Regions from separate parts of the Mus musculus genome. Here all the other regions are linked to region 1. A link is a contact called in public promoter capture Hi-C data. All regions are on one chromosome and are shown on one strand. The core of a region is the stretch at or near the end of the contact, and the rest is flanking DNA. Distances in the headings are between cores, read along the strand shown. Region 1 holds the start of Galns (galactosamine (N-acetyl)-6-sulfate sulfatase). Region 2 holds the start of Emc8 (ER membrane protein complex subunit 8). Region 3 holds the start of Cog2 (component of oligomeric golgi complex 2). Region 4 holds the start of Irf8 (interferon regulatory factor 8). Region 5 holds the start of Urb2 (URB2 ribosome biogenesis 2 homolog (S. cerevisiae)). Region 6 holds the start of Ccsap (centriole, cilia and spindle associated protein). Region 7 holds the start of Map1lc3b (microtubule-associated protein 1 light chain 3 beta).

Region 1 (4,023 bases), core at 558-3,057:
GAGTTTCAGGCCAGCCAACACTACTTAGCAAGACCCTATTTCAAAAAAGCAAGCAAGAGAGCAAGCAAACAAAACACAAAAAGTAAGGACGCCAAAATGAAAGCTAAGAGCACATTTACTTAACTCAGTTACCCAAAGTCTATCAGTTCAACGTTCTTCAGGAGTCTCAAGGGAGTGTCAGAGAAGACCTCTCCTCACAGGCTGTCATTTGGAAAAGAGCAGAAAACTGACAGACGAGCCTGTAGTCAGTACTTCTGGATCAAACCAGTGGAAACAAACAAACCGAGCCAGTGCGATTTGGCCCTAAAACGACTTAATACTGAAAGGCACTATATATGTATGAAATCTCTCTCTATATATAGATCTTCAGTACTGCTCATTACTGTGCAAAGTCTGCTATTAGTGACCAGGACAGGAGCCAGAGAAGCCAGACATCCATTGTGTGAACAGTCAGCATCCACAAAGAACGGGAAGCTGGAAGGGGTTTCCTGCAGTGGCTTCTGGGTGGTGGGACTTATGTACAGGACTTTTTAGATCTGTATTTTTCTTAGTAATAAAAAACTACTAAGCTAATGTTTATCAAGTGGGATGTTTACTTTCTTTTTCTCCTATTAAGTCTCTAAAATTGGAATGGCGAGATGGCTCAGAAGGTAAGAGCACTGACGAGTTCAAATCCCAACAACCACATGGTGGCTCACATCCACTCATAATGAGATCTGACACCCTCTTCTGGTGTGTCTGAAGACAGCGACAGTGTACTTATCTATAATAATAAATAAATCTTTTTTTAAAAGTCTCTAAAATTCAACTTATTTTACATATATAGCACCTCTCCATTCTGATGGGCCCACAGATCGCTAGACAGCATCCCTCTCCCCTTTTTGAGGAGGTAAGTGTGGATCAGCACAGGTCTGAAGGCCCTGCAGAGGGCTGGTTTGGCTATTAATTAGCCTCGGCCGGTATTAGCCTCTGATTTGTTTCAAATCATCCTGAACTGGATGTGACTCTGATTCTAACAATAGCCAACAGATGTCACTCCACAGTGTGTGTCTGGGGGTGGGGGGGTGGGGGTGGAGGTGGGGCTGGCAGGCTGAGACTGCGAGGAAGGCACAGTCCATCTAGTTCTGTTTGGATAGTTCCATCTGACTTAGTGTTCTACATGACTGATTTCTAAGCTTTCATGTCACTTCAGGGCGACAGATTTCTCAGACAGGGACACTGAGGGAGATATGCCCCAGGGCAGAATTCATAAATGACCACAGGCTGCACTCGCAGGTGACATTCTATGCCTGACTTTGTGGTCAGAGTTCCCCCAGAGGTCAGGCTGGAGGTGGGCACCAAGGCAGGGCCACCTGTTGAGGGGAGGAGAATGTCAGCCCGCTCTCGGGAGGGGAAGTAGGAAGAAAAGGGCCTCCCTGAACACCTACCCCCACTGCGGAAACAGTGAAAGATGTGACACCGGGCTCTGGGCCTCCCTCGGGTCACTGCTCATCCGCCGTGTGGCTGCCCTGTGTCTTCCGTGTCCCCCCGCCGCGTGGCCCCACTTACATCGTCCATGAGCAGTAGCACGATGTTGGGGGGCTGCGGAGCACCTGCGGCCAAGAGTCCTAGGGCACTCAGTACCAGCAGCAGCTGCTGGGCTGCGGTACAGGCCGCCATAGCAAACCAAGCTCCCGCTGAGGAGTCAAGACCCAGTCCCAAGCCTGCCGCGGTTCCTTTTGGACTGTAGGGCGGGCCCTGGCGGCAGAATGAGAGGAGGGGCAGGGCCACGGAGAAAAGAAGAGGGAGAGGTGGGGCCTAGGCTGTCTGAGTGACAAGGGAGTGGGCTGGGCCTTACGGGAAAGGGGCGGGACCAAGGCCGGACCTGAGAGTCTGGGCGGAGCCATGGTAGAGAGAGGCGGGCTCTGAGCCTCGGTGGGAGGAGAATGGGCGGGGCCTGCCTCCACATCGGGTCACATGATGTGGCGCACAGCCTGCCAATATGGCGGTGTGCATCGCGGTGATCGCCAAGGAGGTGCGTGAGAGGCTGCGGGCGGCGGGCGGCGGGCGGCGGGCGGCGGGCCTCCTTCCAGCCATGGTCTTGATCTTTTCAACTCTGAGCTCCAAGCCTCAGCCAAGCCCTATGATCAGGATCCTTCCGGCTCGCTTTCGCTGACAGCTGACAGCCGTCCGCCGCCAGTTTGCAGGCCTCCGCCTCCGGGTTTTGAGATCCCCCGGGAAGCTTAGCTGGTCGCTGCAGCCTGCCACCCGTCGCTCTACGCGTTCTTTTCACGGCCTCAGCTGCCTTCCGCGTCCGGTCTTTCTGCCCCGCCTTCCGGACCGTCCCCTGGCTGCCCAGCCGGCGCTATTTAAATATAAGCCTGGCGCGGCTCAAGTCAGCCTAGAATCCAAGTGCTTTTCTTTGCCTTAGGATAGTCCCCTTCATGTCTTTTGCACCCTTCTACTCCACCGTGAAGGCCTGCAAACCTCTAGACAGCATCCCTCTCCCCTTTGTACCCTCTATTCCCAACTGTCATCTTGCTGGCCAACATATATATTCATTTCTTTCCGGAAAGCTGTTTATGGATGCTAAGACAGCTCCAGAGGGCCACAATATCCTGTTGCATGAAGCCTGTATCCCTATTAGGCTTTTTCTGAGATCTGCCATTAGGGATTAGACTGCTGTGAAGCTGTCAGTATGAAAGAGGGAGTTATACCCCCAGGAGGCCACCAAAACCAAAACTCATGTCATAGGCAGCTGCTGCTTTGATAAACTCAGGAGGAGGAAGTCCAGTATCTATGCTGAAGGGTCCTGATTTGGAGACTCATTCAATGTCTCGAAGCACTGAGAACAGACCACTACCCTAGTGTGGCACGTTAAGAAATAGCTAGTGCCCCTGCTGTTAGGATGACACTACAGAGTGTGCTGGTGGTTGAGGCAGAGGTGATCCTAGGAAGAGAAGTGTCAGGGTATGTTGTTAGGCTGTGCTCAGGTTGGCATTCCGGAGTCATTTCTGCTCACTTCCTGCCCCTGTGCATTTGTCTCTACTGCTTCCACCCTCCCTTCCTCCTCCTTTCTGGTACAGGTGAGAGAACTAGGGCTTAATGCTGCGACTCAAGCACTCCACTACGGAGTTACATCTCTGGTCCCATATTGCTTTTCTTTTTGGCACTGGGAATTGGACTTAGTGCCCTGTGCATGTCAGGCAAGTGCCACACCACCCAGTTTTATCTTTATAGTCCACTCTCTGCAGACAGTCTTCCTTAGGTTCAGTTATGTCGCTGAAGGCAGCATGCCACAGTGCATTAAGCAGTAGAGAGTCATTGTCAGGCTGAGAGCACACGAGTGCTTTGACTTTGCCCTTAGAGCCCGAACTCACTGGGTGGGCTGCCATCTCTTCCTGCAGAATTACCCTCTGTACATCCGAAGCACTCCGACAGAGAGTGAGCTCAAGTTCCACTACATGGTGCACACGTCTCTGGATGTGGTAGACGAGAAGATCTCTGCCATGGGGAAAGCACTGGTGGACCAGAGGGAGCTGTACCTGGGCCTGCTCTACCCCACCGAGGACTACAAGGTGTATCCACCACTGCTCAGCACCCATCCTGCACTCACGGAGCAGGATCTGGGAGGAAACGCTGGCAAAGAAAACGTGTCAGGGGTTTCAGCTGGTCAGGCAGGCAGGTGGCCCGAAGCTAATGGAAGCCTCTGGACATTGTCTCCCTTTAATTGGAAGAGTCCCTGGAAAAGCAAGTCTGAGCATCCAGGAGGATGCAAGTTGACATAGTGGGAATCTGGGCTTCTCTGGGCTCACTAGAGGCCACCAACTTTGAATCAAGGGCGATTGTTTCATGATACTGTTGTTAGGCTCAGTCTCGTGTGACGCTGTAAATTCTTGGCCATTCCTTTTGGACAAATGATTAAGACCATAGAATCCAAGGACATTCACATGGGGATTAATTGTAGCCTATCCACAGTGACACTGGTGTTGCAGTCACTGTGTTAACACTGATGGCAAAAGTTAACATCCCAAGCCCAGGATC
Region 2 (4,023 bases), core at 415-2,914, 1.9 Mb before region 1:
AGTCTAACTGAGCCCTGGGTTCAATCCACCCCACCAAGTCAGGAGAGAACCTGAGAAGCCTGCCCTACTGTGGAAGGCAGGGCCCAGCCAGGTGCAACTCCCTTGCTAACAGAACAACTTAGACGGTGGCCAGAATCACCCACAGGAACTCTCAAGAGACACTTTAGGCACTAAAAGCACGCTTCTCTTCTGGAACGAAGTATCATCTGCAAACCTTCCTCCTGCTCAGAAAGAATCTAAAAAACATTCAAAATGTGCCCAGTAAACGTGCCGATTTGCCTGTAGGCTCTTGTAGTTTGCTGGAAATTACCTCTGGTGTTTTAATGTAAATTAAATAATGGATGAGCAAGGTGTGGTGGTAGTGCACACCTTTAGACCTAGCCTCAGGAGATGGAGGCAGGCTGGTCTGTGTGTAGGACGCCAGCCTGGTCTACAGAAGAGTCCCAAACTCGGCAAGGCCACAAGAGTGAAACCCTAACCCTCTCCCCCAGAAAACAAAAGAAACAGAAATCAAGGAATGCGAGTCGCGTCGGTAATCCCAGTTCTCAGGAATCTAGAGCAGGAAGTGCTGGGAGTGCCAGGCTAGCATGGGGGGCTACATTCAAAGCAAGTCTCCGATTCAATGCAGTCATTTTGGTGGGAGAGGGGGAGACAGGATTAGCATTCCCTCCTAGGCCAGCTCAGATTTTTAACTTCAGAGCTCATTCTGAGATGTAAATGAGGCTGTGGGGAGACTGGGTGGTTACGGGTCTGATCTGTTTCTCAGGTGCGTCAGGACTGCACCTGAGAGCGCTTCCAAGATGTAGTAAGCAGCGCCTGACCATATCAGTCCAGGGCTTTATAAAGGCAAACCGCAGAGTTAGAATTCCGGGTCTTGCAAATGTCTCTTAAGCAGAGAAACCGAGTTTGATTACAAGCGCAGAAACAGCAGTCCGTATTATAACCTATAATCTTGCTAAAACAGCAAGTCTGGGGCAAAAAAATCGGCAAGTGGACCCACAAAATACAAAAACAAACAAACAAACAAAAAAACCTCTGTAAAACTAGAGATTTACATGCTATAGGCATTTTTTTCTTTGTGGCCTCACAAACACATTAAGTTTAAACTTTAAACGTTACCTATCCCAGATCTCACTAATGTAGACCAGGCTGGCCTCGAACTCTTGCCTCCCCATCTCGAGTGCTGGTTTTAAGGACGTCCACCACACATTCGAGTTTCTCGGTCATCTTACAAAACCTCGAGAGCTCCCCGGGAGCAGCCGCAGCGTCCCGCGAAGGGCGCCCGACTCCGCCCGGCCCGGAACCCCGCGCCGCGGCCTCGACCGCGAGCTTACCAGGGTGAGCGCCACCTCCAGCATGGGCGTCAGAGCCAGCGTGCCGTGGAAGAGCGGGATGCAGTCCACGAAGAGCGTGTGGCTGCCCGCTCCGGGAGGATGCTCCTTGCGCGGCCTCTGCCTCTCGGCCACCAGGAGCCCGTTGACGGCGCAGTGCGGGTACTTGGCGCCGTGGAGCACCATCTTGCAGTAGGCCTGCGTAGTCAGCTTCACGCCGGGCATCGCGACCCACGCACCGCGGTCCTCCGCCACGACCCTCCGCTGCACGCCGTGACGCTCTCGCACCTCCGGCCGCGGCCTCCCGCCTCAGCCGGTCGGCCGGAAAACGTCTGCCGGAAAGCAGCTGCTACCCGCTCGGCCTTTCGCGACAGTTACCGCCCCGCCCCGCCTCGTCCTGCCCCGCCCTGCCCCGAGCCGCGCCGCCCCGCCCCGCCCCGCCCCGCGCTCTGAAACGGACGGGCTTGGGGCGGGGCTTCCCTGATTCCCGCGATGCTTCGCGGCTCCGTCTTGGTCTTCCGGTTGCGGGCCCCGTTCTTCCGGTCGCGAGCACCCCAGGGTGTAGAGGGCGGTCGCGGCGGTCGCCTGGGCAGCGGTGGCAGGTGACGGCCTTGGACGGCGGGTGAGGGTGGCACGGTCGGGGGCCCGAGGACCTGGAGCGCCGGGGCCGGGAGCGGTGCCTCCGAGACGCCCCCGGACCCGGGACTTGAGCGGCTCGGTGACCTTGGGGCGCCCGCTTCCCCGAGCGGGTCTGTTGTCTCGGGTCCCCGCTCCGGCCTGCCGGGCACCGGGCGTTCCCGCTGTGCCAGGCCCGAGGGACAGCGACCTGAGCCCTGACGTCACGCTACGGTTTCTGCCGCCCCGGGCGTTGATTTTTTTTTTCCCGGGCTCGGACGTTCTTTCTCGGGGATCGAATCTCAGGGGTTGTGCTACAGTGAGGCGTGGGGCTCGGGTCGCTGGGGCGGGTGACAGGGTCATCCAGGTCGCCTGCGGGACGCAGGAACGGGAAGCGGGCCAGGGCCTGAGCCTGGGCGGCCTCCTCCCGCTTGCCCTTCGCAGTCTCTGTACAAGTCAATTTTTAAAATAAAACTCAGTCGCAGGAGGTGTGCTACCGTGCTATCTATCTATCTATCTATCTATCTATCTATATATCTAGTTCTAGCAGTTTCAGTCATTTTTGTCTTTCTAGTTAATTTTTTAAGAAGCCGGATTTATAGTCATTGGCCAAAGCCATGTATATTACAGCCCTTGGCTTGATGTAAGGAAGTTCACCCTGTGCCTTCGCATCAGTAATAAAAACCGGATCCTGGGGGCATGCCTCTGGCCTGTAATGCCGGCTCTTACGAGGTAGAGGAAGGTAATAGTGGAAGCTTTCAGGCCAGTCCGTGCCTTAAAAAGTTGATGAAATCATTACCAAAAAAAAAAAAAAAAAACATTTAACATTTCGGGGGATAAGTTGCATTTACTTCCTTAATGTTTTGCCGCAAAAAGACTTTGGCTAAAAGGTGTTTGCTGTCATTGTTAAGAGGTATAAGGGTTTTTTTTTGTCTTTCAGAATGTTGGCTTCCAGAGCGCTGAGCCTGATTGGCAAGAGAGCCATTTCTACTTCGGTGTGCCTTCGAGCACATGGTGAGCAGGACTTTCACTCCCTTCCCTGCCCTTTTCTTTCTCCTCCCTTTGGTTTTTCATGACAGGGTTTCTCTGCATGGCTCTGGCTGCCTTGGAGCGCAGAGACTTAACCTGCCTCTGACTCCCATGTTCTGGGATTAAAGATGTGCACCGCCATGCCCGGCTCAGGACTTTTACTTTCTTTTTCTTTTTTTTTTTTTTTTAAAGATTTACTTATTTATTTTATGTATATGAGTACACACAGTAGCTGTACAGATGGGTGTGAGCTTTCATCTGGTTGTTGGGAATTGAATTTAGGACCTCTGCTCGCTCTGGTCAACCCTGCTCGCTCTGGTAGACCCCGCTCATTCTGGTCCAAAGATTTATTTATTATTATACATAAGTACACTGTAGTTGTCTTCAGACACACCAGAAGAGGGCATCAGATCTCATTACGGGTGGTTGCTGGGATTTGAACTCAGGACCTCTGGAAGAGCAGCCAGTGCTCTTACCTGCTGAGCCATCTCACCAGCCCCCGACTTTTACTTTCAAACAGGCAAACTAAATGTCTTTTTGCCCCTATGTCTCAGGTCCTGTGCTGGGATTTTTTTAACAAAGATGCCTGGTAGCTTGGCCTTACCGGGATTTTAGGGAGAGATGAGAATTTGAACAGGGCGTTTGCCTGCTTGAAGGAGCATGGATAAATCCTATTAGTCTGGGTCTTTGCTTGCTTTATTTTCTTCTTACATTTTTTTCTCTCTCCCTTCTTCCTTCCCTCCTTCCTCTCAGTCTCACTGTGTAGCTCTGACTGGCTTTGGACCCACAGGGTTCCAGACTGTGCCTCGTGAATGCTGTGGTTAAAGGCAGGACACCACACCTGTAAAGTTCTGTCCCTCTGTCTGGCGCCATGTCTGTCTTTAATCTTTTCCTGCCACAAGCCTCTGTAAACGCATAAAGCCCGCTTCTGTTGCCATCCCAGAAGCATGAAGCGAAGGGAGGCTGCTGGGCTTGAGTCTGAGCTGTGTGGATTTCACCTCAGCCATGGGCCAGCTGCTGGTGTCCTAAGGCTCTGCAGCAGTGAGAG
Region 3 (4,023 bases), core at 756-3,255, 1.9 Mb after region 1:
TGCTACACCTTCAATAATGGCCTCTCCTGGCCTCTCACAATGCTAAGCCTCAGCTGCTCTCCATGACCCCTTCATGTCTTTAAAACCAGTACCACCTGAGTGACTCCTATACATTACCAAATCCAACTGCCAGCATGAGGTACGGTACGACCTTGGCCACCTCTAGAACACAGCTTCTCTGTGCTCTCAGAAAATGCTTCCCAAAAACTTTCACCTCAGGGATACTGGTCTCTTCTTAATCATCACTGATTTCTTAACTCCAGATAACCAGCATCAATAGTCCCAGTCAGAAAGGTTTCACTTCGGTAGTTCTGGTATCTTATTAATCATAGCTGATTCTTCAGCCCTAGCTAACCAGAACCATAGACTTAAATCAAAGTCGCCAACAGCCCTGATAGTCTTTAAACTTCCTTCTGAAACTTCACCAGCCAGACCCCTCCATCTTCTGCCTGCTTTCACCATTCTTATCTTCCAAGCGTCTACAGAACATTCCACTGAGCTCTTAATATTCAATGATTCTTCTAGCACAAAGTTCCAAAGTCCTCCCACAATCCTCCCCAAAACATCACTGAAGTCAGGTCTGTCACAGCAATACCCCATTCCCGGTACCAATTTGTCTCAGTTAGGGTACCAGGCTAACTATGGCTGCAACAAAACACCATGTCTTAGTTAGGGTTTCTATGGCTTCAACAAAACACAATGATCAAAAAGCAAGTTGAGGAGGAAAAGGTTTATCTGGCTTACACTTTCAGATCACAGTTCATCATTGGAGGAAGTCAGGACAGCAACTCAAGCAGGGCAGGAACCTAGAACAGGAGCTGATACAGAAACCATGGAGGGTGCTGCTTGTTAGCTTGCTTCCCATGGCTTGCTCAGCCTGATTTCTTAATGAACCCAGGACCACCAGCTCAGGGATGGCCCCACCCACAGTGGGCTGGGTCCTCCCTCACAGAGCACTAATTGAGAAAATGCCTTACAGCTGGATCTCATGGAGGCATTTCCTCAGCTGAGACTCTCTTCTCTCTGATGACTCTAGCTTGTGTCAATTTGACACGCAAAGCCAGCCAGTACACCACTGAATCTTTGCAGCAATTCCAGGGTTAGCACACTAGGCTGAACACAGTCAGGTTCTTTGATAAAGGATGGAGGAAAATATCAGAAGGGAACAGCAAGTTCTAGCCCCAAGCTTCTAGGAATCAGGCAGGTTTCCCAGGAGTCTTTGTTTCTCTCTTGGCGAGCACCTCGGGTCCCTCCCTTGGTACCTCCAATTTGCCACTCTGAAATTATAGCGAGAGGCTGAATGCCACATCTCTCAGACTAATAATAACAGCAGAGAACTGTTCGCTTTGTTAGGTTCGAGGATAATACTTTGAGTTGGCAAGAAGGGCTTTGTTTGATCTTTTACAGGAGGAATCGCTAAATAAGGTGTTGGTGAAGTGTTCTAACAATATCTTCCCATGACAGCTATGATGGTGGTGGTAGCCTGGGTAAAGAGGACCTGGAGACAGGCTGGGGGTTACTAGAGCATGGTCAGCGTATGGCGAGTTCACGTTGCCTAAACTTGTGAGGGTGAAAGATTTGGTAATAAGAATAAAATATTAACAAGAAAGCAAGACTTCTTTGCTACACACAAACCAACATGTTAGGGACATCGGCTGCAGTCCAGCCTATCCAGCACATGCTCAGGCGATAGGGTCTCTGAATTTTACCCCAACATTCAGTTAGAGGGATGGTGTCCTGTTTGGTCTAAACTGAAATACAAAGGGATCACTTTCCTCTGACCATCTTTAAGGGCAGTGACGTTTTCTCTCCTCACCAGGAGAAAAGAACAAGGCTGTCCTGGTTCTTGACTTTTCTCCCAGGCCAGCTGCCTCGGTGCATGCGTGAGGCTGCAGTACCACGCTCGACTCCCGGAGGCAGTAGCGCCAGGCTGGGAGCTTCCGGCTCGAGGGCGCCGCTCTTATCACCAACAGTGCGCAGCCGCCCGCGACGCTCGTCTATTGGCTGTCGCTCGCTGCTGCCATACTGGCGGAAGCGGAAGTGGAGCTGGGACGCTGGGGGTGGGCTGGGCTGCCGCGTCCCCTGCGGTCTTGGCCTTGAGGGGCGGCGGCCGGCGTGATGGAGAAACGCAGGATGAACCTGCCTACGGGGCCGGACACGCTGTGCTTCGATAAGGACGAGTTCATGAAGGTGAGGGCACCCGGCAGATCGCCGCTGAGTTGGCCGGACGCTGAGGCCCGGTGGTTCCCAGAGGCTCCGGCGGGTGTCAGGGACGTGGGATGGAAGGTGGCAGGGGTGTCCAGGCTGAAAACGCTCTGACATTAAGAAGTGGGAACCTGACAGCCTCGCCACGCTGCAACCCAGCGGCCCTGCTTACAAATCTAAACCGAAAACACTTGGCTGATAACATTTCACCGAGCAGGCACAGCCTCCGAACGGCGCAGGCTTTGAGCCTGTTAGTTGTACCTCTCCGCTGTTGTCACTTAAAACAACCCCAAACATATTTACACCCGCTTTCTTTCTCGAGACAGGGAGGGTTTTGAGTTGTAGCCCGGACGGGTCTCGATCCTCCTGTCTTAAGGGCAGAAATGGCAACTGTGAGCTAAAAGTTTGTGCCATTTAATAGTTGCGATTTGAGGGACCATTTCAAAGCTGGTTCCGAGGTTAGGAATTTCTTTCTGTCTCTTTGGCACATAAAATACTAAGCAAACGAGTCCAAGTCTTACTGTATAGAGTGTGTGTGTATGTGTGTGTGTGTTGTGTTTGCATGTGTGCACCCTGCTCCCCTTTCACAATCGAATTTTTCCCTCTGACTTAATTGGCCTATCTCTGTTCTGGTATTTGCATTTAGTTGACATGGCCAAAGAAAGCGCTGAGGTTTTGGTGTTTGGATTTTAATTTATATGTGACTTCTGTACTGTGCCCACGTAGGTTTCCATGTGTGAAAGGCTTTTTTGTGTGTATGTGTCTGCCTTCCTGAGTTTATGTGCACAGTGTGTGCAGAAGCCCTCAGAGGCCAGAAGACTGTGGGGTTCCCTAGAACTGGAGTTACAGGTGCTTGTGAGCTGCCCTGTGGGTGCTGGGAGCCAAACCCTGGTCCTCTGTTAAAGTAGTAAGCACTCTTAACTGCTGAGCCATCTCCAATAAATGAGGTTCAAATGGGATGCTTGAAATAATGATTCAGAAAGCCCCTGTTACATCCTGTGACTTATGGATACCTTGGAAAGAGGGTTAAAAAAAAAGAGCCAAAGGTACATGACAGGGACAAGAGTCTGGAGGAAGAAAGCTTGCCCGGGGATCGTGGCCTGTTTTTACTTTAGGTGAGAAAACTTACTGTGTTCACTGTTCACCATTTAACTCAGGCCTCCTGCAGGCCTTGTGCCAGCAGCTGTTCTGGGCCATTGCCTCAGGGTTGGGCATTGCCTGTGTCTCCCTCACTCACACTGAGGTGATACCTCTGTTGGATGCGATGCCTGTGAGGAGATGGCACACAATGTGAGTAGTTAGTGAGACAACATCAGCAAACCTGGGACGGAATGGCCGGACTGCTCCACGCTCTTTGATGCAGTCAGCTCTCTGAGTGTGCCACGCAGTTTGTAGTTCTGCTGATGTGGCCATTTCCATTGAAGAGGAAACAACATGGAACAGCCATTGTGTGTGATGTTGGTTTTTCTAGGTGGAGCCAGAAATTAAGGCCCTTTATTATTTGTGCTTCCTTCAAAGAAGTGTTTTATGAGTTAGTTTCGTGGCAGAAAGGACAGGAGGAGTGCCTGTTATCCAAATTTTATGTGTACATTTGTATTTTATTCAACATATTTTTCAGTGGCATAGTTTTGTTTTTTTTGTTTTATTTTGTTTTGTTTTAACAAGGATGGGATATCAGATACACATTAGGAGAGTTGAGGCTCCGTCGATTGCAGTCATCTGATTAGAAATGTGCTGTCTTGCCAAGATGTTGACAGCCTGCTGAGCAGTGGTAGCAGATGTTTGCTCATTCATGGCCCACCCTACTGTGTGCCAACT
Region 4 (4,023 bases), core at 870-3,369, 1.9 Mb before region 1:
TATAGAACCCAGGAGTACCAGCCCAGGGATGGCACCACCCACCATGGTCTGGGCCCTCCCACCCTTGATCACTAATTGAGAAAATGCCTTACAGCTGGATCTCATGGAGGCATTTCCTCAAGGGAGGCTCTTTTCTCTGTGATAACTCCAGGTTGTGTCAGGTTGTCCCAGAGAACCAGTCAGTACACTGGGTCTGGAGGACATGTTTAATTGCCTCCTCTGGAGAGGCTGGGAGGTGGTGATGGACTCTCTAGAACACTTCGGGGCCTCTTCTCCTTAGTTAAGCCCTGCACATGCCTCTTCTCTTATGCAGTGATGTGACCTAGCTCCACCCCCGACATATGACTTATGCCAGGAGATCCTACACTGAATCTCTCCTGAGTGGCTATCGCTGGCGTGTGGGAAATGTACACGTGGCTCACATGAGACACCACCTTCATAGCTTCACCCTCAAAGACCCCATCAATATTCAGCTGTGAGTCAGTGCCCATTGTAGGTGGCTTGGGTTCTCTTAGGTCCTGAGTGGAGCTATTTCAGACTTCTAGGAAAACAGTTAGAAAAAAATAGACCCCACTCACACCCCGATGTATATGGCTTCAGGACAGTTGTCAGGCAGGCTGGGCTGGTGTCTTCTAGTGTGTACAGAGACACCTGCTGCTAGGACCAGAAGCTAGGGCTGGTGTCCCTAATCTCTCTCTACCTTTAGCTAAGAGGCAGGCACACTGGGTGGACATTTGGGATCTGTTCTGTGCCTTTGATATTTGTAAGTAGGAAAATCTGCATACGCTTATAAGGTGCCTATTTGGGAAATGAAAGGGGTATAAATGCACACAGGAGTCTGTTGTAGTAATCTGAGCGTGTCTGACTTCTGGACTCTGCCCTTCACAGCAAACACTTATTAAAACACTCCCATATTACTATTAAAGAATTTGAGCTGGACTATGGTGGCACACACCTTTAATCCCAGCCCTTGGGAGGCAGAGGCTAGCAGATCTCTGTGAATTTGAGGCCAGCCTGGTCTAGTTCGGGGACAGCCAGGGCTACAGGGAAACCCTGTCTTGGAAAACAAACAATAAACCCAATAATAATAGTAATAAAACAAATGAGCTTTGAAAAGTAGTTTTCATTTGAAATTCCTTGGCTCCAGGGAACTCCACTTGGCTTTTGACTGTTGGATGGTATTTATCATTGAACTAATACCCGGTAATGTCTTAAGTGCCTTTCAGGTATACCACAATGCTCATCAGGATAAACTAGAGTTAGAAGGTTCTGTTTGGAAAATCCTTATTTGAATTCGTATTTATTTGAAACCTAGCCGTATACTTCTTGTATTTGTGGACCAATCAAAAATTCTTGTCGCGGCTCCAACGTTTTCCTAAGTATTTTAAAAGCCAGACGGGTGAGAGTCCTGTAAGCGTGGCCGCAGGTGTGTAATTGGGCAGCCTGCAACGAAAGTCCCTCTCGACCCTCACCTAAGGCTCCCCGCTCCCACATCCTACTCAGGTTGGGAACAGGCTCGACCGGGCTCCTGACATCACTGGGGGACACAAGGGAACCGATAATGCGTAGCCTTCCTGGGGGCATCCCAGCCTCAGCGCTCGCGACTCCCCTGGTTTCCCAGATTTCCTGCGCAATTTCAGGCGGTCATCCTCCATCCAGGAGGGCGCGCTGCAAGTGGCTGTCACCCAGCACGCAGCTCTGGGACTGGTCTTTGCTCTGAAACTCCAGCCTGAGCAGCTGACACTCAGGGTGCCCCTGGACACGTGCCCGGGACAGAGGCTCTCCAAACCTGAACGACACCCCGAGGATGATCCGTGCATCACCAGCCTCCTTGACCTTAGGCAGACGCCCCAGCCCCCCGGCCATTTTTGGGGCAGCCCCCTCCCCCGCCGCCCCCGGAGTAAAGAGAGAAAAGGACTCCACGGGGTCGGGGACGTGCAAAAGTGATTTCTCGGAAAGAGAGCGCTTCAGAGAAGGCGGATTTGGCAGGCTGCGCTGATTGGGCCGCGCCAGCGCCCCTCCCGCTCCTCAATTAGCTCGCGCGACCGTCGCTCTGCGCGCGGGACCCGCCTTCTCCCCCGCCCCATCTATAAAAGCAGGCGCGCGCGTACGGGCCTCCAGGAGCCCGCGGGCGGTCCCGGAGGCGCGGGCAGCGTGGGAACCGGCGGCAGGTAGGACGCGATGGGGTGGGCGCGGGGGCCGGGGCTGTGGCTCTCCCACCTTCGCCCAAACGGAGTGCACAGCACGTTAGCAGGTGCTTGCTCTGGCTGCTCTCCAAAAACAACAACAACAACCAACAACAACAACAACAACAAAACCCAACCAAATGAACAAACACCTCTCCCTTTAAAATCTGCCTGATGGCCAACTTCATAATGAAGAGAAATAGATCTGCCAATCACCGCGCGGCAGCCCGGCTTCCATGCATGAACTATCCAAAGCTCGCGACTGGGCTCGCCCAGGGACCGACTGGCTTTGATTCTGACTAGTGGCAATCTGATTGCCCAGTGGCGCTGGACTTCTCTGATTGTCCAGTGGCCCAGCTGGCCCCGGAAGGAAAGTCTTCCGTGTGGGTCCCACACAGCTCTCAAGACCAGATTTGCTGTGAGCTTGGCCCCAGGCTATAGGGGCAGACTTTTCCCCTGGTGAGAAAGATTACTTACCCACAGCCGGGAAGGGCGTTCAGGGGGTAGAAACTAATAGAAACCATTCACTAGAATCTTAAAATGGTAGATCACTGTTTTGTTTGTTTTTGTTTTGTTTCTGATACAGGGTATCACTCTGTAGCCCAGGCTCATTCCAATGAGCTCCCGGTTATCCGCCTACCTCTTCTGAGTGTTAGGATTTCAGGCGGAGCTTGGGGGGTGCCCAGGTGCTCAATGGCCCTGTTTTTTTCTTTTAAAGTCAAACGATAAGAGCAGTTTCGTGACAGTTCTAGGTTTGTCCCTTTAAGTTATGGCAGGCTCCTTCATGAAGAACTGGGACCGATTCAGTGTCCCTGAGGAAGCTTGGGGCCAGAAAGAGATGGGTCTGTGATGGATTTCCGTTCAGTGGTGGTCAGACTGTGGCCCAGGGCTGAATGAAAGGGATTACGGTGTGGTGTGAGCCCCGCCAAACATGGCTGGTGCAGATGTTGACAGCTGTGTTAGGCGAGCCTCTGTCCCCTGCCTTGTGAGAAGCCTGACCTAAGACACGTTGCTCTAGATGTAAGTTAGCTGTAGGCAGGATTGGGCCCACAGGGAATGCTGCCTCAAAATCAAGAAGAGGAAGCTAGAATCATGTGAGCGTGTTTATAAACCATTAATTGTCCATAGTTGTAAGAGAGTCAGGCTATGCCTGTCTAGGACCTCAGATTGGCCTCCAAGGCAATAGAGGAGATTGTCCAGGTGCTGAGAGCCGGACCCTGTCAGGTGTTCTTTCATCTGCAGAATGAATGAAAGAAAGCATCCCTTCTGTGTGTACTGTCACTGGCAGGGTGCTGGCAGTTTGTGCTGTGCCTGCCCAGGGGATGGTGGTCCCTCCCAGTCTCTCCCCCTTCCGAGTGTAGAAGAGGCTGGGTTAGAGAATTTTAACCTCCTAGCTTCCATGGTCTGCCATTCACCTTTCCTTTTAAACACCCCTTTTCTCTGTCACCCACCAAGACATCTGTCTTTCACAGTTCTGGGGTGTTGGGTACCCCAGGATCCCTGACAAGAAAGTGCCATTCCTGTTCTGGAAAAAACTCCAGCCATGCCAGGGAAGTCCCTTCAGATTTCAGGAGGCTCAGGGACCATGGGGGTATGGGTCACAAATCTATCTCCAGGAGCTGAGTTGAGGCTTTCAATGGACACATCCTCAGATACTCTGGACCCCTGACCCCAGCTCCCACCCCACCCTCATCCTTAGAGGCCACACAAGACACTACCAAACCAGGAGAGCCTCCTATCTCCTCTCCAGAACAAGCTGTTGGAGCCAGGACTCTACTTGGTTTTAGGGGTACCCAATGCCATTTCAGTTCTCTCCCTAGGTATTCCTTTCTGACTT
Region 5 (4,023 bases), core at 395-2,894, 1.4 Mb after region 1:
GTGGGACGCTGAAGCCTGTAGTTATCAGACAACTTGCCCAAAGTCACGCAGTTCCTGAATGGGAGGGAACGCAGTCTCGTGGACAGTGTCTGAGCCTGCACCCTATGCTCCACTGATCCCATACGGGACTGCAGGGGAGCACTGGGCCAACCGCTCACTGATGCTTATGTCAACGAGAGCCTGCAAGTTAATCAGCTAACATGCTGATTGGCTACGTGGAAGGCTGGAACCGTGACTTCAAGTAGTGTTCAATGAGCAGCGCTGGCGTCACACAAGGTCAAGCTAAAACAAGTCAGAAAAGAAGCAAAGCCCCTTCTTTTGTCCCCAGATGTTGTTCATAGATTGTGACAGAGTAACAAAAAGAATAACCAGTTACTAAGTAGTCAGAAGAGGTTTTTGCCTCTCTTCAGTGACAGAAGTACACACAAATCTCACAGTTGGAAGACTGTCCCAAAACACACGAACCAAATTTATTTATTACTGATGGCAAATACTGAAGGCACAAACTGACATTTTGGGTTTTCTGATTTAATATTCGCTTTATAGTTCATAAAACAAGGCTCTCATATGTGTATGTGTGTGTGTATGCACGTGTATTTAGACCAAGTCTCACTCTGTGGTTTAGACTGGTGCAGAACTCACTTCGTACACCAGGATGGCCAACAATTCGCAGCAATCTTTCTGCCTCAGCCTACAGAGTGTGGGGATTACGGAGTGCGCCACCACTACCAGCAGAGTCTGGGCTTAAATTACCCTCCCATTTTACAGGAGAAGAAACCGAGGCAGCAAGCTCGCCTGCTACACGGCTTGCAACTCTAAGTCTCTGCGGTCACCAACTCCATCCGTGACACTCAGCCCCAGGTTACAGCCAAAAAGTCTGTAACCTGGAGAAAGGCAGACTCCCTTCCTACTTCACTTTCTAATAGGGCGGGTCGGACTGGACGGGACTCCCGGCAGAGCCCCGAGGCTATCCTCCACCTGCCGGTCCCGGCGAAGGGGAAAACTCACCTCTCGACGCCGGAGCCACAGCGCCTGCGAGGTCCGCGGGGCCGCGTCTCCCCGCGGCAGCCGCGAGCCCTCCGTCCGCTGCCCACTTCCGCCGAGCGCCCTCGTGAGCTCGCAGTTGGCTCCGCGCGAGGGCGCCCGGCGGGGCCGCGGGGTCTCCGGGCGCGTGCAGCCGGGGCCGCCACGTGCGGGGTCGCTCGGACCCGCGCGCGCGCGAGCAGGGCCGGGACTGCGCAGGGGCGGGCGCGCGCGCGCGCGCTCTCCCGCCCGAGGCCCCTCCCCCGCGTCCCCTCCCCCCCCCCGCCCTGTCCCGCGCCCCGCCCGCACTCACTGAACATCCCAGGCGGCTCCCGCTGCCCCGCCGCCGCCCCGGCACCGGCTGCTTCCGTATCGGTTGCCCGCCGTAGGACTCCGTACGACGACCGGCTAGCCGGGTCCCCGCGCCCTACGTCCTCCCGCGCTCGCGGTTCTCGGTGGCCGCCCCATGACCGCCTGACGGAGCGGGCACGCCGGGCTAGGCCGCGGACGCGCGACGCCGCCGCGGCCAGGGCGCGCTCGGCGCTCCTCTAGCGATGTCTGCGTGACGCCCCTCCCCGCCCCGAGCCGTTGGCGTCAACGTCTGCCGGAAGCGCCTCCCTCACATGTGGCTCGCCGCCGTGGAGGTCCCAGGTGAGCGGACGGTTGGAGAGTTTGGGTTTCCTCTGCGCCGAGGCGCCAGTTTGGCGGATGCGGACACCAGTCCTAACAGGAGGGAACCGGCTGGAGAGCCGGGATCGGAGGAGCCTCTGCCCGAGGGAGTTCCCGCTATGGAACCCTGCTTGAGGTTCTGAACTGCTTTACCCCGAACTGAAGGAGCTCCACTTGAGAGAACCTTGATCTGAGGGAGACCCACGTTAGAGAGCACCCCGATCTCCTACACGGAGCTCGGACTCGAGGGAGCCCCGATCCAGGTAGTAGGATTTGAAGGTATCATGATAAACTAGAACCACCACCTCCTCCTCCTCCTCCTCCTCCACCACCACCACCACCACCACCACCACCACCACCACCACCACCAAAACCAAACTTTTTATTTGTATGGGTGTTTTATGTACACCCGCAGAGGATAAAAGAGGGGCGTTCCTCTAGAACTGGAGTGGTGGTTGTGAGCCAAGATGTGGGATATTGGGACTCGAACCTGGGTTCTCTGGAACAGCAGTAAGTAATCCTAACCACGGAGTCATCTTTCCAGCCCCCTAGAACATTGATTCTCAACCTTCCTAATCCTGCAACCCTTTGTTCATGTTGTGGTGACACGCCCCCCCCCCCCCCGCCATGAAGTTATTTTGTTGCTATATTATAATTGCAATTTTCCTACTGTTGGAAGCATAATGTGAATAAATACCTGGTTTGCAATCTTGTGGGCGTGTGACCCGCAGGTGGAAAAACCCTGCCCTAAACCCTTCCCGAGGTAGTCAGAGGGCGAGGACAGGAAGGGAGGCCTCTCAGTTCTGAAGGCCTGTAGTAAGCTTTCCAAAGTGCACAGTCTCTTGCCTCAACACAGCAGCGTGGTGAATGTTCTGTCAGGGTTTAAGCTAAGTTGTTTACCATAATGGAAACAAACTTTATGACTTTTAAAAACTCAAAAGGTTTAGCTGGGTTTCATAGCAAGTGTAGGTTGTTAATGTATCCTTTCCTTTGTTACTTGGGATTTTAAAGATTGTATATGGTTTTTGTCTACTGTAGCTGTGTGTGACGAGTTACTGTTACAGTAGAAGTAAGAGCATTTTTATTGAAATTAATGCCTGAATTCTGTTTCTTTCTCTCTTTGCTCCTTTTGTCTGACATTCATGAGGATCCTGGGGAGAAGATGCAGAATTCCCTGGAAATTGACTTACAGATCGTTGTGGGTGCTAGGAACTGGACTCGGGCTCTCTACAGGAGTCACAAGTGTTCTTTACTGCTGAGCCGTTTCCTCAGCCACATCACCTAATTTCTTTTTCACTTCAAGAAGCATTATTTTCTTCAAGTACTGTATTGCTTGCTTTTTTGCTTATTTAATAGTGCTACTCCTGTTACACAACACAGTTTTGAAGCTGTGCTAAACCATCTCTTTCGATCTTAAATCATGAATGGTGACTGTCATCCTGTGAGTGATTTACACACTTTGATTTCTCCTTATTGAATTCCTGTATTCTCTAAGTGTGATCACAGCAGGAGTACTTATAATCTATTGTCTACCTGCTTTTGATGAAAGCCAGTTTCAAATTAACTATATATTTGACACAACATCTTACCATGTATCCTAGGCTGGCCTCTGCTTCCTAATTGTACCCAATAAGGTATATAGGGAGGGGTTGGAGAGGTGGCTCAAAGTTAGGAGTACAGCTGCTCTCAGAGAGGACCTGGGCTCAGTTCCCAGTACCTCCATGGCGCCTAACTCATGACTATCTGTACTCTAGTCTCCAAGACTCTAATGCCCTCTTTGACCTTCTTGGACTCCTGAGTGCATATACTCAGGCACATATACATAAAAAATTTTCTTTTTAAAAGATACTGTCCATTTTCTGGTGTCTGTTCAGTTAGGCCTTATTATAATACTATTTTCCTTTTTTAATTGTAGAAGACGTGTAGCAATGGCTGCTGTTTATTCTGGTATTTCCTTTAAACTTAAAAGCAAGACAACTTCCTGGGAAGATAAACTAAAATTAGCTCACTTTGCTTGGATTTCCCATCAGTGCTTTCTACCAAATAAAGAACAAGTAAGTTTAACGTAGAACTTGTACGTTTTATGATCTAAAATAATTTCATGTACAGCTTGGATATTAACATTTAAAAGATTAGAAGACATGTTGGGGAGAAAACTTGATTTGCAGTCACTGTCAGTGAAGAAGCAGTGGGGCTTTTGGATTGCTAGGCGGGAAGTTGAGAAGTTGGAAAGTGCTAGTCTGAGGGCAAGCTAGAAGCAGGTAGGTACCAGTTATGATGTTCTATTGGGATTTCTTAAGTTGCTGTGGCTAAAAAGTAGGCAGTGCAGCT
Region 6 (4,023 bases), core at 1,106-3,605, 1.2 Mb after region 1:
AGATTTCTGAGTTCGAGGCCAGCCTGGTCTACAGAGTGAGTTCCAGGACAGCCAGGGCTATACAGAGAAACCCTGTCTCAAAAAATAAAATAAAAAAATAAATAAATAAATAAATAAAATAAAATAAAATAAAAATAATACCAGCCACCCATTCAAGAGACTGAAACAGAGGATCATACATTTGAGGCCAGCCTGGGCTACAGAGGAAATTCAAGATTGTGGCTTAAGAGTGTGGCTTAGTTTTGTTTGAGACCCTGTCTCAAAACAAAAGATACAAAGGGAGCTGGGAATGGGGTTCAGTGGGAGAGCATTTGCCTAGCATACCCAACGTCTTGAATTCAATCTTCAGTACCCCAAAAAGGAAAATGGAAAAAGCAGAGGAGCGGGAAGCAGGTTACCTAACAAGTAGACAGCTGCTGGGGGGAGGGGGAGCACCATGTCATTCGTTTCATGGAGACACAAGATTCCTCATGTGAAAGTCCTTGCACCTGGGCAGTGGTGGCACACACTGAATCTCAGCCCTCAAGAGGCAATGGCAGGTGGACCAGTTCAGGGCCAGCCTAGTGTACACAGTGAGTTCCAGAACTGTCACATCTACACAGAGAAACTCTGAAAAACAAAGACTTGAAAAACAAAACAAAACAAACAAACAAAAACCCTTTCAGTGAAAATAAGGCAAATGTATTTTAGAGCAATGTGAATCAGTGGCTCACCAGTCTAGCATTATAATGCATCTGTCAGGAACATTTCTCACATTGACACTGGCCCGCAGGAGCCAGCAAAAGAGCTGCGGATGGAGAATCCCGAAAGCGGGACACATCTATTTTCCCTAATGCCTACACACCAAAAATTTTAGCAGGAATTTTGCAAATCTTTGGGGAGGGCTCTGTATCTCCATGGAAACCCAAATAATCATGAACTCGGCACGAAGCCCACTAAAGTGCTGTCAGGTTTTCATATGGAACACACAGATAGATAGCAGGTAACCTCTTCAAACCACAGTGGGAAAGGAAAAGCAGGTTTGCTCGTCCCAATAAAAAAAAACCTCACAGTTAGCAAGGGCTCAGTTTTCATATTAATACCTGGGAGACATGCTCACCGCCCCCACCACCTTCTGCCACTTTCCCTAATTTCTAACCACATCACTGAAGCATCAGAATGGTCGTCATAAGCGACCAGATGACACAAGGCGGCCCAGCCATGCAAGAACTGAGAATAGGCAAACATAGTAACCAAGAGCAGGGAAATCCGACCCTTTCAGACTCCGACCATGGATCCCAAGCTCCCATGGCTTTGTTTACAAAACTGAGATTAAAAACAAAGGGCCCATCATATGACTTTGAAGGTCGAATGAGAAAATACATATTCCTAGACCAGTCACTGAGAAATAACTTTTTCACCACTGGACTCTCAGAAGAGTTCAGAGAGGTGGCTGGCAACCATAGTGATCTACAGTTGTACTGAAGTACTGCCCTGAGTCCAGGCAAACCCCAGGGCTCTCTGCTGACAGCCCCACTCCGCAACGGCGGGAAAGTGGCTCACAGCGTATACAAAGAGGGGTTCGTCCACAAACAAACGCATACCATTCTTCAGAGACAGCGAGACCAGGCCTTCAAGGCGTTCACACTGACAACCATGACCCCATTATGACAGCTCGGGCGTTCTTAACTTCAGTCGGTCATCTTTGGAATGAAAAGCTCCTCTCGCCAAACAGGATGCGCAGAAACAAACAGATCCGCCATCTGGTGGATCGAGGGCTCACTGAGCGGGCCACTGCCTGCGACCAAGGACCCCAACCAGGGTCATATGAGTTGGAGGTCATAAAGGGCTCCGCCAAGAGTCACCAAATTAGGGAAACCTGGGGTGGGAAGGTGGAAATGCGGCCCGCACCTTCCCCGCTTAGTTCAGCAAGCGGATTCTGTCAACCCCAATTAAACCAAAACAGGAAGCGCTGAGAACGGAGCAACGCGCTGTGCCCGTACCTGGTAACACTGTGTCCTGCTCCTCCGCGTCCCGCAGCTCCGCGCCGCGCTCCCCCACCGGCTGCTCCTCCTCCCGCGCGGAGGGCGCCGAGGGCTCCCCTAACGCGCCCCTGGGGGCCGGACTGGGTGAAGCCGAGCTGTCCGAGGGGCTGTCCGGGCCCCAGGCGTCCCAGAGCCAGGGCGCGTGCGCTTGCTCCAGCAGCCGGCGGCCCAGGCGGTAGCGCAGCAGCTCGCGGTAGCACGGCGCGTATTCGTCCCAGCGCGGCTCCCGATAGCGCTTCATATACTCGCTCTTCACCCCGCTGCCCGGGGACATGGTGCCGCGCGCCGCCGACTGCCTGCTCCGCGCTGCCGCCTACGGGTGCGACGGACTCAGAGGCGCGGCCCGCCGCGCGGTTCAAACCCGGAGCCCCGCCCGGACTGGAGGGCGGAGGCTGGGGCAAGGAGGGGCGGAGAGGGGGCGGGTCTGTGACGGGTGTTTCTGGGAGAGGGCGTTCCTAGCGGGGGCGGAGTTCCGGGCTGGGAAGGCCCCTAGTTCAGGTAATAGCGGGGGCGGGGTTTCAGGAGGGATTCCAGGCGACGCGACCTATCTAGATGGAATGATAGGTGGTCACCAGGGGTCTGCTCCACTCGGTAGAGGTGGAGACCACCGGACTCAAGGTGACGGGACAGGGGATCTTAGGTCCCCAGACACCCTCCTGGGCGAGGAGTCGGGGACTCTAGGAGCAGCGTCCTTACCTCCTGCCTGTTCTATCCTCCGCTCTCCGGAGGTCAGCTGAGATCGTGGCGCAGCAGCTATAGCGCGAACAGCGTTTCTCCTTGCGCGTCCTCCACCAAGATGTCGCCGATGGAGCGGTGGCTCCGCGGTCCTACAGCAGCCGGAGACGAAGGCGCCGCCCTAGCCTGAAGCCTGCACCTCCCCGCGCGCCCGCCGGGCCCCCGCCCGCTCCTGCGCCCGCGCCTGGGGCGCTGCTGTGAACCCCCAGCTCGTTCGCCCACTCGCTACTGGGGGCCTCGCGAGGAGGCTTCAGCTCTAGATGCAACCTGAGCAACCAACACCTAGCCGAGGACCAAATCCTGTGTCCCGATTCCTTCCTCTTTTCACAACGCCCGGGTTCTCAGGCCTTAGTGATTTTTTTATTGTTGTTGTTAATGATGTTGTTGATGTTGCTATTTTAATACATTTCCCTCCTCTGCCCCCTTTTTGAGACAAATCTCATGTTACCAAGGCTGGTCTAGAACTCATTCCAGAGCCCAAGCTGGTCTTGAACTCCTGATCCTTCTCCGCCAACCTCACAAGTGCTGGAATTAGCAGGTATGAGCCGCCTCACCTGCCCTTGCCTTTTATAACTTACTAGAGGCCAACTTTTGTAAAAATAAATAAATAAAATAAAATAAAGCCTAGGGCCTGCTCAAGGACCTGGTGCAAATGTTTGGCTTGGGCTCTAATGGACAGGGTCGCAGGGTTGTTACTGTTGCAATCCTGCTCTACAGATGGCTTTTGTAAAAGGAAGCATTGATGCAATCGCTGCAGAAAGATTTGAAAGGACAGGCATCCAGGAAGGATCACACTAAAAAAAAAAAGAAAGAAAGAAAAAGAAGGAAGGAAGGAGGAAGGAAGGAAGGAAGGAAGGAAGGAAGGAAGGAAGAAAAAAAAGTAGGTCCCAGCGGGATGTTTCCAGGAAGCAGATCACTTTGGGATTTCTGCAGTTCAGTTGAACTATTCCCATGTGTCTACACCTGCCTGGACCCGTTCTGAACATAGGACGCTAAGGCTGAAGGGTGTTCACAGCCTAGGTGGCTGCTCTGAGAACCTGAACTGATTAGTCTGATGGTACTGTTTCTGGAGGAGACAGAAATGACCACAGCCGCTGCTGAGATTCCCACAGAGGCCAGGCCCCTTCCCCTCCCCGTCAACAAACCTCGGGACCTCCTCACTGCGTTCCCTTCTATTGAAGCTGGCCAGGTTGATCTTTGGCTTTAGCAATCAAAAGTTTATAAACATTTAGAGACTAGACATGGAGGCACACCAGTAATCCTA
Region 7 (4,023 bases), core at 952-3,451, 1.0 Mb before region 1:
AGGGATTCACAGAGAGACCCTGTCTCAAAGGGAGGGACTTGGGAGTTATCTGATAGCTGAGGGTGACCTTGGAATTTTATTGCTTTGTTGGCTTGGTTGGTTGGTTGGTTGGTTGTGTCTCCCCCCCACCCACCCACCCAGACAGGGTTTCTTTGTAAAGCCCTGGCTGTCTTGGAACTCAGTTTGTAGACCAGGCTGGCCTCGAACTCAGAAATCTGCCTGCCTCTGCCTCCCGAGTGCTGGGATTAAAGTCGTGCACCACCACGCTCAGCTTTTTTAAAGGTTTTTACTTCAAGACTTCATGTGTATGAGTGTTTGCCTGTATGTTTACATATGTACCATGTGTGTGCCCTTGCCTGAGGAGACCAGAAGAGGATGTTAGATCCCCCAGAGTGGGAGTTACAGCTGAGCTGCCATGTGGGTCTGAGAACCAAATCCAGGTCCTCAACTAGAGCAGCCAGTGGTGGTTGGTTTTTTTGTTTTGTTTTTTTTTTTTTTTTTTTGGTTTTTCAAGACAGGGTTTCTCTGGCAGCCAGTGTTCTTAACCACCGGACCATCTCACCAGTCCCATGCGTGCCACCCTTCTTCTCCTTGTGAGACAGGTTCTCACAATGTAGGAATTTGTTGTGTAGAACAGGCTATTTCAGACTCACAGAAACCAGACTGCATCTCCCTTCTGGACACTGAGATAAAGGCCTAGGCACCGAGTCCCACTTGGCCTTGAACTTCTGATAAGCCTGCTTCAGTCTCCAGTGTGCTAGGATGACATGCCTTGGGACACCAGATCTGGCTTCCATTTTGACTTTTAGCCTGGTCTCTTGCACCTCAGACCAGAAGCTTCATACAAAACAACAAAGTTCGGGCAATTAACAATGCAAAGCAAGCAAACAAAGGAAAGTAACCAGCCCTCAGGATTTCACTCCATAATGTGTTTTCAGCTTTTCCCGGTCACAGAGATGTAGAAGATCCCTTGGACAAACAGCACTTGAAGAAGGTTATTTCCATTTAAAGGAGGAAGTCTGGGCTGTAGGGATAGTACAGTGTCAGGTGGTAGGTCTGCAGGGTCACAAGGCTGGCTCAGATGTGGCATCACTGGGGGTGGGATGGGGGTGAGGTGGCTGCTCCACACTCTAGACCTGTCTGTCACCTGCTCCTACAAACTGAAGATAGGAAGTAGCTTGAGGCCCAGAGAAAGTGCTAAACCGTGGCTGACTGACCATTGGCCTGGCCTGAGGAGACTGAAACCTGTCCTAGCCTGTAATCAGGCCCAGGCTCAGCAGGAGTCAAAGTGAGGACATGCCTGTGATAAAGCCACCCTGGGGTCACCTGAGGTAGAAGGATCTGTCTGAGAAGGGACAGCTGAGATAAAGCTCTTGGGACAGAACTGTGCTCTGTGGCTTTCCAAGGTGGATCCTGTCGGGATCAGGCCTCTGCTGCAGTTCCTGGACACAGTCTGATTGCTCACCAACCAAAAAAATCTAAAAAAACAAAAAACGTGATAGGTGGTAGTAAGGAAATGAGGGCACACATGGGCTAGCACCCTGGAAAGATAGGTGAGCCATGCCCCTCAAATTCCATGCTCAGCAAGCTCAGACACATAAAAGGGCTTTTATGGGAAGAGAGAGTGGACAGGTTGCACAGCAGGTGTTGTCATCGTCTTTCTTTTTGCTGGAACAAGTCATTGATCTTGCCCTCCAGTGACAAGTCTGTAGTCCCTAAGACCTTGCTTCTCTGCGACTTCGACTTAGGAGTAAATACTTGTGTTTATGGCAGCACAAGACTCGCAGGGGAAGAGCCACAAGATCAGATCCAACCATAAGTCTCCAGACGTCTCCATAATCGTAAAGATTTAGCAGGCAAGACCACAAGTCAGTTTTTTGTTATTTGGGTTGGGGGTGGGTAGAATTTAGGAATATCAAATACAGCGGCAAGGGAGCGGACATTGGACCACCAGCTGGATCATGCAAGGACTGAAGGGGAATGAAGTCTGCAGGACTCCATCGCACCAGCGCCCGACCCACGCAGACAGTTAACAGATGCTCGCCCAGCGTGTGCCCAGCGAGCGCCCAGCGTAGCTGGCGTAGGCGCAGGCGCATGGCTTGGGCGCGTGCACGCTTGCGCGCCGCCGAGCTTCCGCCACGCCTGTCATGGCCGCTCTCGGGGGCCGCCCTCGGCCCCACCCTCGGTGACGCGCCGCGAGTCACCTGACTCGGCTGCGGACTGAGACACACACAAGGGAAGTGATCGTCGCCGGAGTCAGATCGTCTGGCTCGGGACCCCCGCGCGCCATGCCGTCCGAGAAGACCTTCAAGCAGCGCCGGAGCTTTGGTGAGCCCCGCGGGCCCGGGGATGGGAGATCCGGGTGCCGGGAGCGCTGAATGCCCGGACGCCGGTGGTGTCTTGCGGGGCCGAGACCCGGCGGGGCCCGGAGCGACGCAGCCAGTGGGATATTGGTCTCGGGGGGGTTCGGTCTCCGGGGTAGCTCGGGTGCTCAGCGTCGCCTTGGCCGTCGGTCGCCGATGGGCTCGGCGTCCCCTGCGGGACTGGAGGCCCGACCCCGGTGGCGTAGGGTACCGCAGGCTCTGCGCGCTTGGCTGTGTCCTTCGTGGGCCCCAGGTCCGGGCGCCCCGCAAGCCTCGGAGCAGCACCCAGCCGCCTTTGCACCCGAAGTCGTCTTGGGCATATGTGTGTGTGTGGAGGGGGGGGTGGCCTTTGTCTCATAACGGAAACTTAACAGCTGTTTTGTTTTGTTTGCTTGTACTGATCTTAAGTTATTCTGGAACAGCCCTCAAGAAAGGAGTGTGGGTTGGGGAAAATGAGCCGTGCACAAACATTAGCTCTGACGCGGGTCCCCAGAGTGGCCGGGGGTAATCTCTCCGAAGCTCCATCTGGCTTGCGATTGTTTTTCTCTAGATTGCCTTCCCTCTCTCCCTAACCCAGCTATTCTGAAGAAAGCGCGGGCATCCGATTGCTGCGGCTTTCCTTTGCTTTTTGACTTTATTGGACCTAAACTGGTGGGCACTGACAGTTGAGAGGTTCCCCACACAGATGTTCAAAGCGGCCCCTTTGAGGAGGCCAGGACCGGTCTTGCTCCTTTCCAGTGAGTTTGGAGGGATTTAGGTTGGAGCTCTAGAGTTTCCACTATCCAGACTGCGGGAATGTTTACAAGGTGGATGGATTTAGGTAGGGCTCACCCCAAACCGACCCTTTGTAGCTGAAGCACCTGGGTGGGGCTTAGGGCGGTGAAGCTCAGGGTCCGCCTAGTGGCAGAGTCCCATTAGCTTTCTGTTATAAATTCTTACACTTCCAGTAAGCAGCGATCATCCCCAGTGCTGTAAGGAAGGAGACTGGCAGCCAGGAGGCCCGTGTAGGCTTGCAGATTCTTAGAAGGACGCGCCCAATTTCCCAAGTTTAGAACTGATCACGTGATTTCAGGCTTCTCAAGTGGTTCCACTGAGTTTTTCTGGGGTGATCCAGTGTTTGCTTCCCCACCCCCAAAACGGTCCTAAACTCCAGGTTACTGGGTGTGTATCCGCAGGAAAGCTTGTTTGCTCAGCCTAAATAAATAGCCCCGGGGAGAATTCCCATCCCTGTGAAGGCATTGCTGCTGCCAGGGGTGGTGATCCACGCCTTTAGTCCCAGCCTTGGAGATGATGCAGCGAGACCCTCCCTCTCAACTACACACCTAGGTGGCTTCAGTACAGGCTATTGGCCTCTGCACAGCTGTCTGCTTAAAAAGTGTCTCAGCTCTTGCAGGTTGCCTCCTAGTTCCCTGGCCCTACAGCCAGCCAGGGCTGGGCAGATCCTCTAGGCCTTCAGTTTGGACCCTTGTTTGCTTTAGTAAAGACAACTATTCCTGACTTTCCCTTTATAGTTGTGGTGGACCCTGCAAGTCTCCTCTTACCAGCTTTAACCATTTCTGCCCTTAGATCTCTGGCCCTGCTCCCATCTCAATGAAGGCAAGGGGTTTCTGCTGTCAGTGATTGGTTGGTTGATTTAAACAGGGTCTCATTGTGTGGCTCG

The links. Promoter capture Hi-C pulls out the DNA fragments that hold promoters and counts their contacts.
Region 2: a promoter capture Hi-C map of liver shows a contact between it and region 1, with 3 times the contacts expected there. The contact joins the promoter of Emc8 here to the promoter of Galns in region 1. A contact is called at or near these places in 2 of 39 promoter capture datasets (liver and pre-B cells) and 1 of 115 datasets of contacts at active chromatin or transcription factors (astrocytes).
Region 3: a promoter capture Hi-C map of liver shows a contact between it and region 1, with 3 times the contacts expected there. The contact joins the promoter of Cog2 here to the promoter of Galns in region 1. A contact is called at or near these places in 3 of 39 promoter capture datasets (hippocampal neurons and liver).
Region 4: a promoter capture Hi-C map of liver shows a contact between it and region 1, with 3 times the contacts expected there. The contact joins the promoter of Irf8 here to the promoter of Galns in region 1. A contact is called at or near these places in 3 of 39 promoter capture datasets (the C10 cell line, liver and pre-B cells).
Region 5: a promoter capture Hi-C map of liver shows a contact between it and region 1, with 4 times the contacts expected there. The contact joins the promoter of Urb2 here to the promoter of Galns in region 1. A contact is called at or near these places in 2 of 39 promoter capture datasets (both in liver) and 1 of 9 other capture datasets (pancreatic islet).
Region 6: a contact with region 1 is called in a promoter capture Hi-C map of liver, with 2.7 times the contacts expected there. The contact joins the promoter of Ccsap here to the promoter of Galns in region 1. A contact is called at or near these places in 2 of 39 promoter capture datasets (both in liver).
Region 7: a contact with region 1 is called in a promoter capture Hi-C map of pre-B cells, with 5 times the contacts expected there. The contact joins the promoter of Map1lc3b here to the promoter of Galns in region 1. A contact is called at or near these places in 2 of 39 promoter capture datasets (liver and pre-B cells).

What each region holds. Positions count from the first base shown.
Region 1 is chr8:122,609,680-122,613,702 of GRCm38.p6, forward strand. Galns (galactosamine (N-acetyl)-6-sulfate sulfatase) reads right to left here and starts at 1,808. Exons shown (of 14, transcript NM_016722.4): 1 at 1,549-1,808. The coding sequence starts at 1,659. It overlaps Trappc2l (trafficking protein particle complex 2-like), which reads left to right and starts at 1,947. Exons shown (of 5, transcript NM_021502.2): 1 at 1,947-2,014; 2 at 3,387-3,559. The coding sequence starts at 1,982.
Region 2 is chr8:120,666,423-120,670,445 of GRCm38.p6, forward strand. Emc8 (ER membrane protein complex subunit 8) reads right to left here and starts at 1,665. Exons shown (of 5, transcript NM_010926.6): 1 at 1,335-1,665. The coding sequence starts at 1,556. Gm27021 (predicted gene, 27021) reads right to left here and starts at 1,720. Exons shown (of 4, transcript NM_001308449.1): 1 at 1,335-1,720. The coding sequence starts at 1,556. Cox4i1 (cytochrome c oxidase subunit 4I1) reads left to right here and starts at 1,803. Exons shown (of 5, transcript NM_009941.3): 1 at 1,803-1,933; 2 at 2,887-2,960. The coding sequence starts at 1,824.
Region 3 is chr8:124,518,762-124,522,784 of GRCm38.p6, forward strand. Cog2 (component of oligomeric golgi complex 2) reads left to right here and starts at 2,006. Exons shown (of 18, transcript NM_029746.3): 1 at 2,006-2,190. The coding sequence starts at 2,119.
Region 4 is chr8:120,734,239-120,738,261 of GRCm38.p6, forward strand. It overlaps Irf8 (interferon regulatory factor 8), which reads left to right and starts at 2,120. Exons shown (of 9, transcript NM_008320.4): 1 at 2,120-2,171.
Region 5 is chr8:124,019,853-124,023,875 of GRCm38.p6, forward strand. Urb2 (URB2 ribosome biogenesis 2 homolog (S. cerevisiae)) reads left to right here and starts at 1,645. Exons shown (of 10, transcript NM_001368414.1): 1 at 1,645-1,674; 2 at 3,608-3,746. The coding sequence starts at 3,621. It overlaps Taf5l (TATA-box binding protein associated factor 5 like), which reads right to left and starts at 1,545. Exons shown (of 5, transcript NM_133966.3): 1 at 1,337-1,545. Mir1967 (microRNA 1967) reads left to right here and starts at 2,789; the gene lies at 2,789-2,870.
Region 6 is chr8:123,857,113-123,861,135 of GRCm38.p6, forward strand. It overlaps Ccsap (centriole, cilia and spindle associated protein), which reads right to left and starts at 2,356. Exons shown (of 3, transcript NM_001379289.1): 1 at 1,983-2,356. The coding sequence starts at 2,298. Gm9901 (a long non-coding RNA gene) reads left to right here and starts at 2,343. Exons shown (of 2, transcript XR_388182.4): 1 at 2,343-2,522; 2 at 2,758-3,386.
Region 7 is chr8:121,588,237-121,592,259 of GRCm38.p6, forward strand. Map1lc3b (microtubule-associated protein 1 light chain 3 beta) reads left to right here and starts at 2,202. Exons shown (of 4, transcript NM_026160.5): 1 at 2,202-2,328. The coding sequence starts at 2,289.